Linked DNA regions of Sus scrofa: region 2 is linked to region 1. The links are chromatin contacts, called in public HiChIP or PLAC-seq maps. All regions are on one chromosome and are shown on one strand. Each heading gives the region's core, a stretch centred on a gene start, on an enhancer-like site or on the middle of the called end of the contact. The rest is flanking DNA. Distances are from core to core; before and after follow the strand shown. Region 1 overlaps ZNF438 (zinc finger protein 438). Region 2 overlaps ZNF438 (zinc finger protein 438).

The links. HiChIP or PLAC-seq counts read pairs in DNA pulled down with a chosen protein or histone mark.
Region 2: a contact with region 1 is called in an H3K27ac HiChIP or PLAC-seq map of skeletal muscle. The contact joins two enhancer-like sites. A contact is called at or near these places in 3 of 47 Hi-C or Micro-C datasets (embryonic fibroblasts, heart right ventricle and skeletal muscle) and 1 of 2 datasets of contacts at active chromatin or transcription factors (skeletal muscle).

Annotation. Positions count from the first base shown.
Region 1 is chr10:41,604,818-41,608,796 of Sscrofa11.1, forward strand. All of the region lies in intron 15 of ZNF438 (zinc finger protein 438), which reads right to left. It also overlaps the pseudogene LOC100519509. Among named protein-coding and RNA genes, the nearest start is that of ZEB1, 410 kb to the right of the region's middle. Within about 2 kb of position 1,849, at least 68 of the 83 cell types and tissues checked have an H3K27ac peak or open chromatin away from gene starts, as enhancers often do. A contact at or near this core is called in skeletal muscle, where this site is marked.
Region 2 is chr10:41,720,565-41,724,543 of Sscrofa11.1, forward strand. ZNF438 (zinc finger protein 438) reads right to left here. Exons shown (of 19, transcript XM_021064197.1): 12 at 3,721-3,812. Among named protein-coding and RNA genes, the nearest start is that of ZEB1, 290 kb to the right of the region's middle. Within about 2 kb of position 2,182, at least 25 of the 83 cell types and tissues checked have an H3K27ac peak or open chromatin away from gene starts, as enhancers often do. A contact at or near this core is called in skeletal muscle, where this site is marked.

The sequences.
Region 1 (3,979 bases), core at 599-3,098:
CTGGAGAGAGAGAGCAGCAAAGAAGGTCCCCATCCCATCCGGTGTTCCCTTTTGTGCTGATCATTAGCACCTGCAGATGAGGGAACCGCCTGAGGCCAGGCAAAGACTCCTGCACCCAACACTCCCAGAAGCATGAGACCATTGCCTGCACCCACCAGCTGGACTAAAAGCACACCTGATTCGCAGGATGCTGGGTAGAGTACAAAGAAGAATCTTGCTTTACTAAGAGGGAATAATCAGCCCTACATCAAGCATTTCTCTGGTTTCACAAAACACACCCTAAAAGACCTAAAAGGCTCAAACTGTTTCCAAGTGTCTTAGCTGTGTTTTTAGAACAAAGCTCAAGAATATTTATAGAAAGACAAAAATATCCATCGCCCAACAAAGTAAAATTCAGGCTGTTTGACATCTAATAAAGAATTGAGCAAGTAATACAAAGAGGCAGGAAAATATGAGCCATAGTGTAGAAAATAGTAAGAACCGACCCTGAACTGACGACGATGTTAGAATTAGCAGCCAAGGTCTATTATGTATGTAGCTGTATTTTATATGTTCAAAAAGTTAAGTATAGACAAGAAAGATAAAAAAAGGCCCACATAAAAATTTCCAGATATAAACTATAATATAGAAGATAAAGATTACAATGCATAGGATTGTAAGCACATTAGACATGTCAAAAAAAGGTGGAGTGGCTATATCAGAAAAAGCAGATTAAAAAGTGAAGACTATTACCAAACATTTATAATTTCATAATTAAAAAAGGACAACTCATTCAAAGGACATAAAAATCCTAAATATTTATGTCCCTAATAACTGAGCTCCAAAATATATAAAGCAAGAACGGACAGAACTGCAAGGAGAAATACAGAATAATTAATAATAATAAAAGCAGTGGAGAGAAAATCACTAAGGACTCTGGGGATTTGAATGACCCTATAAACCAACTTGATCTAATTGACAGTTACAGAACATTCCACCCAAAACAACAGATTCCACATTGTTTGCAAATGCACATGACATCTTTTATTAAGACACCATATTCTGGGTCATAAAAACAAGACTCAATACACTTAAGAGGGTTCAAATCATATAAGGTATGTTCTCTGACCTCAGTGGAATAAAAGAAGCCAAAATAACAGAACTATATCTGGAAACTCTCTGAACATGGGTTGACTAAATCACGCACCTATAAATAACCTATGGGTCAAAGGAGAAATCAAAAAGAAAATTAGAATGTGTTTTGAACTGAATGAAATGCAAACACAACCTACCAAAATGTGTGTGATTCCATCAAAGCAGTACAGAGGGGGAAATTTAGAGCACTGAGCATCTACATGAGAAAAGACCTATTGGAGTGGCAAGTAAGAAAGTGGCGAGTAAGGAAGCATTGGCTCTTCTCGGGCTGCCTTCCCTGTTCAGGCCCTGGCCCTGGGCTTTTGTGTGCACAGAGCAGCAGCCGCCGCTGCTCCTTGCGGGGCCGCCTGACCCCAGATGCTGTCAGGCTTGTCCGGTGTCCGCCGTTAACCTCGCCGCGCGGCGGCCGAAGAGCGGGGCCGGGCGGGGCCAGCGGGCCGGGCCGGGCCGAGCGGGCAGGAGCGCCCCCGGGGTGGGGTGGGGTGGAGGCGGGGAGTCCCGCGGGGGTGGGGGGAGGGCCAGGGCGCGGAGTCGCGGAGGTGGGGTCACTGGTGTTGGCTCCGGGTGGAGGCCGGCCGCGAGGGGAAGGAGGCCGTGGGGGCGGCTCAGCGGAAGCCGCTCGAGTTGCGGAGCCGCGGCAACTCCGGGGGCCGGGGCCAGGGCTTTCCGGGCTTTGGTAAAGCGGCCACGGGCCTCATCTTCCGGCGGTCGCCAGAGTTTGTAATGATTGTTGCTGCCGCCGCCGTCACTGCCCCGGTTGCCATCTCCTCCTCCTCTTCCTCCTGGGCCGGGCGGATCCCCTCCCCGCTACCGCCTCCTCTTGGGCTGGGTCCGTGCTGTCTCCTCCCCTGGCGGAGCCGCTCCTGCAGCCGCCTCCTCATTCATCCTCGTGCAACATAGGCGGCACAGGCGCCAGGATGTCCAACCCAAGTGGTCTGCTGGGAAGCAGTCGCACGGGGGGGGGGGGGGAGGGGGGAGGGGAAGCTGGTACACAGTCTCAGGCCGAATGCACAGCTAGAAGGTTGGCTTTCACAAGTACAGTCAACAAAAAGACCTGCTGCAGCCACTGCTGCACCCCATGCTGGATATTCCTACCGTGGGTCTCATGCTGCTCATGCTTCAAACAAGTGGATCCATCTATTTCCTGGAGCATTTTCATCCTTGGGCCTTCTCATCATGTGTCCCTTTCTCAATGTGCACTTTTCAGTGTGTGTGTGTGTGTGCATGACACCTCTGTATGATCTTGGTACTGACCAAAAGATTTACAGAGAACTATGGAAGAAAGGAATGTTTGAACGCATGTCTCTGCAGACAGATGAAGATGAACACAGTATTGAAATGCATTTGCCTTATGCAGCTAAAGCCATGGAAAGCCATGGATGAGTTTACCATTATTCCTGTGTTGGTTAGAGCTGACTGAGTCAAAAGAACAGGAATTCAGAAAACTCTTCAGTAAATATCTAGCGGATCCTAATAATCTCTTTGTGGTTTTTTTTTTCTGATTTCTGCCAGTGGGGGTCAAAGGTTCTGTTACAGTTACTATGATGAATCCTAGGGGGAGATTTATAGATCCTGTGAACATCTAGATAAAATGGGTATGAGTATTATAGAACAATTAGACCCTTTCACTTGAAGAAATACCATCATACTATAATGTGGAAGACATCCCATTTGGGTATTATTAAGTGCTATCACAGAGCTACAGAAGAATGAACATGAGCTTCTCCTTTTTGAATTATGCCCAGTCAAGCCAGTATAGAAACTGGCCAGACAGATCAGTGAGTTAAGTAGCTGGAGCAAAGCTCTGAATCCTCAGGGATGCCACCTGCACAGACTCATTCTCTGTCCAGGGCCCCAACTGAACCCTTACCAAGATACTGGTCCTGGTTCGGGGGAATTCTGAAACTCAAACTAATAGAATTTTCTTCTCTTCTTTTTTAGTAGGTATCCTTAATTTCAGCTCATTAAAACAGTGCTTTATAGTTTAGAGCAGTGGAAGGAAGGCTGGCCTCAAAATATTTTGATCAAAAAAGGCAATGTAAAGGACCAGTTGTGGCTGTCAGTTTTTTGAAAGTAACTTGTTCTCATTTGTTTGCTTGTTTTATTTTGTTTTTGTCTTTTTTAGGGCTGCACCCACAGCATATGGATGTTCCCAGGCTAGTGGTCAAGTCGGAGCTGTAGCCGCTGGCCTACGTCACAGCCACAGCAACGCCAGATCTGAGTAGAGTCTGCGGCCTATACCACAGCTCATGGCAACGCCAGAGCCTTAACCCACTGAGCGAGGCCAAGGATTGAATCTGCATCCTCATGGATACTAGTCAGATTTGCTTCTGCTGAGCCATGATGGGAACTGCTGAGAGTAACTTGTAAAGCATTTACATATCCTAAATTTGCACTCTTTGCAGATGTGTGTGCCTATACTCCTCTTTCAGAATAGTTTTGCAAATTGTACACAAACAAAAAGGGTGGAAGCTTTTTAATAAAGAAATTGTATTTATAAATGATCTGTATTAGAATATAATAAATCTCCAGTTATGGTCAATTACTACCCATGTTGTACAACAGATACCTTCTATTTTAGTTGCTAATAAAGGGCTACACAACTAAAAAAAAAAGAGAAAAGACCTGTTCTCAAGTCAATGACCTCAATTTCCACCTTAAAAACTAGAAAAGTTCATTTAACCCAAATTAAGTAGAAGGAAATAAGTAATCAAAGATGATGTTAAGTGAAATGGACAAGAGAAAAAAGAGATAAAATTAATTAGATCAGAATCAGATTCTTTGAGAATATATAAAGTTGACGAACTTTTAGTGAAATTAATCAGGAGAAAGAACACACAAATGA
Region 2 (3,979 bases), core at 932-3,431, 120 kb after region 1:
ATGGGTAAACACTGAAGGGCTTCGAACAGAAGAATGATGGTAAGTTTTAACATTAAAAGAAAACAAAACAGGGGGTTCCTGTGGTGGCGCAGTGGTAATGAACCTGACTAGTATCCACGAAGATGCAGGTTTGATCCCTGGCCTGGCTCACTGGGTTAAAGGATCCGGTGTTTCCATGAGCTGTGGTGTAGATCACACATGCAACTCAGAACTGGCGTTGCTGTGGCTGCGGTGTAGACAGCAGCTACAGCTCCAATCCGATCCCTAGCCTGGCAACCATCATATGCAGCAGGTGAGGCCCTAAGAAAAAGAAAAACAAAACAAAAACTCCCAACACTTTTGCTCTGACAGGGAACAGTGACTGGAAGGAGAAAGGGAAGGTGGGTGAGAAGACTGTTACGATTACCTAGGTAACTGAGGATGGTGATTTTAAGATATTAGGGTAGTAGTTGACGACGGGGGGACAGAAGCCAAGGGAGATGTGGGATATATTTTGAAAGGAACACATCCTAACCTTACTGATAGGCTGGAGGTGGGTTAAGAAGGCAAGTGAAAAGTCAATGATGAGTTCTAGTTTTTGGCCCAAGTAACTGAGTGGACCATTTACTGAGCGGAAGAAGGAGGAGGTAGGAAGAGGTTTGCGGAAGGGAGTTGAAAAGCCTACTGCAGATATGCTGAGTTTGAAATGTTTTTTAGACTTTGGAGATGATTTAGAATGGAGATGATGAATAGGCAGACAGAGATAGGAGGCTGTGGCTCATAAGAGGGATCAGGGTAAAGAAATAAATTGGGGAACTACTTAGTATTTCACAGTGAGGGAAAAGAATCTGGAAAAAGCACAGATATATAAGTATAACTGAATTATTTGCTGAAACTAACACAACGTCCTCCATCAATCATATGTCCATTTAAAAAAAGAATGAAAATAAAACAAATAAAAATAAATAAAACACCTAAAATTCCCGATTTTTGGGAGGGGGGGGTGGTGGAAAGAAAGGAATAGGCATTCCTGTTGTGGCTCAATGGGTTAAGGACCTGACATACTGTCCACGAGGATGTGGGTTCAATCCCTGGCCTCACTCAGTGGGTTAAGGATCTGGCATTGCCACAAGCTGTGGTGTAGGTCACAGATGTGGCTTAAATCTGGTGTTGCTGTGGTTGTGGTGTAGGCGGACAGCTGCAGCTCCAATTCAACCCCTACCTAGCCTGGAAACTTCCATATGCCATGGATACAGCGGGTGGGCGGCTGGGAAGAAAGAAGGAAGGGAGGGAGGGAGGAGCTGAGGAGGAAGGATGACATTTAAAATTAGGGATATAGGAGTTCCCGTTGTGGCGCAGGGGAAACAAAGCCAACTAGGAACCATGAGGTTGTGGGTTCGATCCCTGGCCTCGCTCAGTGGATTGAGGATCCAGCATTGCCATGAGCTGTGGTATAAGTCACAGATGTGGCTCTGATCCTGCATTGCTGTGGCTGTGGCATAGGCTGGCAGTCATAGCTCCAATTCGACCCCTAGCCTGGAAACCTCCATATGCTGTGGATGTGGCCCTAAAAAGCAAGAATTAAAAAAATAAAAAATAAAATAAAATTAGGGATATATGAGATCACAGCGAGAGTAACATAGATGACAGCCCGAGACTGAGCCCTGAAGAACGTCAACTTTCAGAGCCTATGAAGAATAGGGGACATCAAAAGAGACTTTGGAAATTTTATGTGTATCTTATGCTTCCAAGTGTAAGAGGGACAGCGAATGAGAGCCACAGAAAGACATAGGTAGAACTGACGAGGAAAAGTTACCCAGAGAGGTTTCTGTCCAGTATAACGAGCACTGTGAGTAAGCTGGCACCACTCTTAGGCTTCCTTCAAAAGCAGCTGGAATTATTTGATATCTACAAACTACAAGATCCATCGCTGGCCATCATAATCTCCTTCAAAAACCACCTTTCAAAGTCACGTGCCACTCCACTTCTGACTCCTGACCTGCTGATGGAGTCTAGAGCTGCGTTTCACGTGCCAGCTGCTCAATTACTCCTGCCCTGGCCCCTGGCATGGGTCCTGGCTTCTGAATCCAAGTTCTCACCCCCACTAACAACTTGGATTGCCCAGTGCTGACCAGGAGGTGCGCTGAGATCATGTTCCCCCGGGCTGCCAAGAGTTCCTGGCGCGTGGTCAAGGCAGCACACAGGGAGTGAGTGTTCCGCAATTAATCAGGTGACAGAGAACAACTGACATGCTCGGGGACCAGAGGATGAGCCAGAGTGAGGCAGCAACGCGGAGCGGGAGACAGCGCTCCAGGCCTGTCACCCCAGGAGAACCTGTTCTGGGTCCCCCAGGGCAATGAGACCTCCTTTCACCCAGAACACTGGAAGTTCTTAAGTTTACCATGTGCATGTGTCCAAGGATGCAGGATTCCCTGGATGCTGGTAACCTTAGGAACCAAAAAGTGGGTTCTGCACGCCCTTGGGGTGGCCTGGGGACATCTGTGTCCCTCTCTGCCACATCTATGATGGAAACTTCAAACTATCCCATAGGTGGTTAACGAGCCTGACTAGTATCCATGAGGATGCAGGTTCGATCCCCAGCCTCACTCAGTGGGTTGGGGGTCTGGCGTGGCTATGGCTGTAGCATAGGCCGGCAGCTACAGCTCCAATTTGACCCTTAGCCTGGGAACCTCCATACACCTCAGTGCAGCCCTAAAAAGACAAAAAAAAAAAAAAAAAAAGGAAAAGATAAAAAGAAAGTGCCTGGTAGTACCTATTAGCTCTTCTCCTTTATACTTTAGGTGACCATAAAATGACAGCCAGTCAGCTGAACGGTAAAGCATGTTTCCAAAGTCTCAAACAACAATTTGAAAGCCCTGCAAGCACAGAAGTAGAATAAAAGGCTCTTTAATTTGTTTTTTGTTTTTTTGAACATGTGAACTATTACATGATCAATGGAGTTGGAACTTGTCCTGAAAAAAAATGCTCCCTCCCTTTTTCTAAACTTTCCTGCCAAGGTTAACACAATTATGCTCCATGATGAAGAAGCAAAGATGTAAATTCTACTGACATGAGATGGATAACATCAATTCTGAATAAGTATCATCAAGCAAAAGAGAATTCTCCAAAATTTTTCTGCAAGAGTCATTCGGGCCCATGTCTGCTGTTTAAAATGTTTATATCCTTTAAGCAGACTGTATTTCTATTTCCCTTTATGAAATTTAACGAAAATCCTTAAAGTTGGCAACAGCAGCAGGAAACCATTTATAAGGCCAGCATGGCTATTTTACTTTTATTAACGAAAAGTTATGTAATAGTTGCGGCAAACTGCAGAGTTCTCTTTTATAGTCTTTTAATATTTATAGAAATTTCAGAGAGTTATACGGCCAGAGTTCATTTTGGAAAGTGAGAGTTTCAATTATCAGACAGCAATCAATTATTCTAGCTCAGCTACCGCAATGGCTATTTAAGAGTTGCGCTCATCTTTATTCATGTTTTTTAACAATAGGTCAACTGTGTCCAGTACTTGACCTAGAAGCTCAAATAGGTGTGACTGAACTGTATACTGACAAAGGTCTCCGCTCCAAACTACTGAGTCACACTGCTGGCCTTTTTGGCTCTAACAGTACATTAAAGAAAAGAAAAGGAAAAGGAAAAAGCAGTGCACTGGGAACCATTTAAGGTTATGCTTGTATTAATAGAAAGAGTTGTACTAAACCGCAAAAAAGAACACACAAGTACCTTAAAGGAATCAGAGAGCAAGCCTGTAACGGAGTTCAAGGAGATGTTCACAGACACCAGGCCAATGTCCAGAAAACGAAATCCCACACCGCCTGTGAACAGAAAACTGAGACTTAGTGTCACATATTTCCCTGCATCTCTAATGGACAGAATCTGGATGCTTCTAGAGGTAATTAACCATTTTGAATTTTCAAACTATTACTCAGAAAAGCTACTTCCAAATTATGATTTTCAAATAAACCTTGATTGCTTTTGGCTT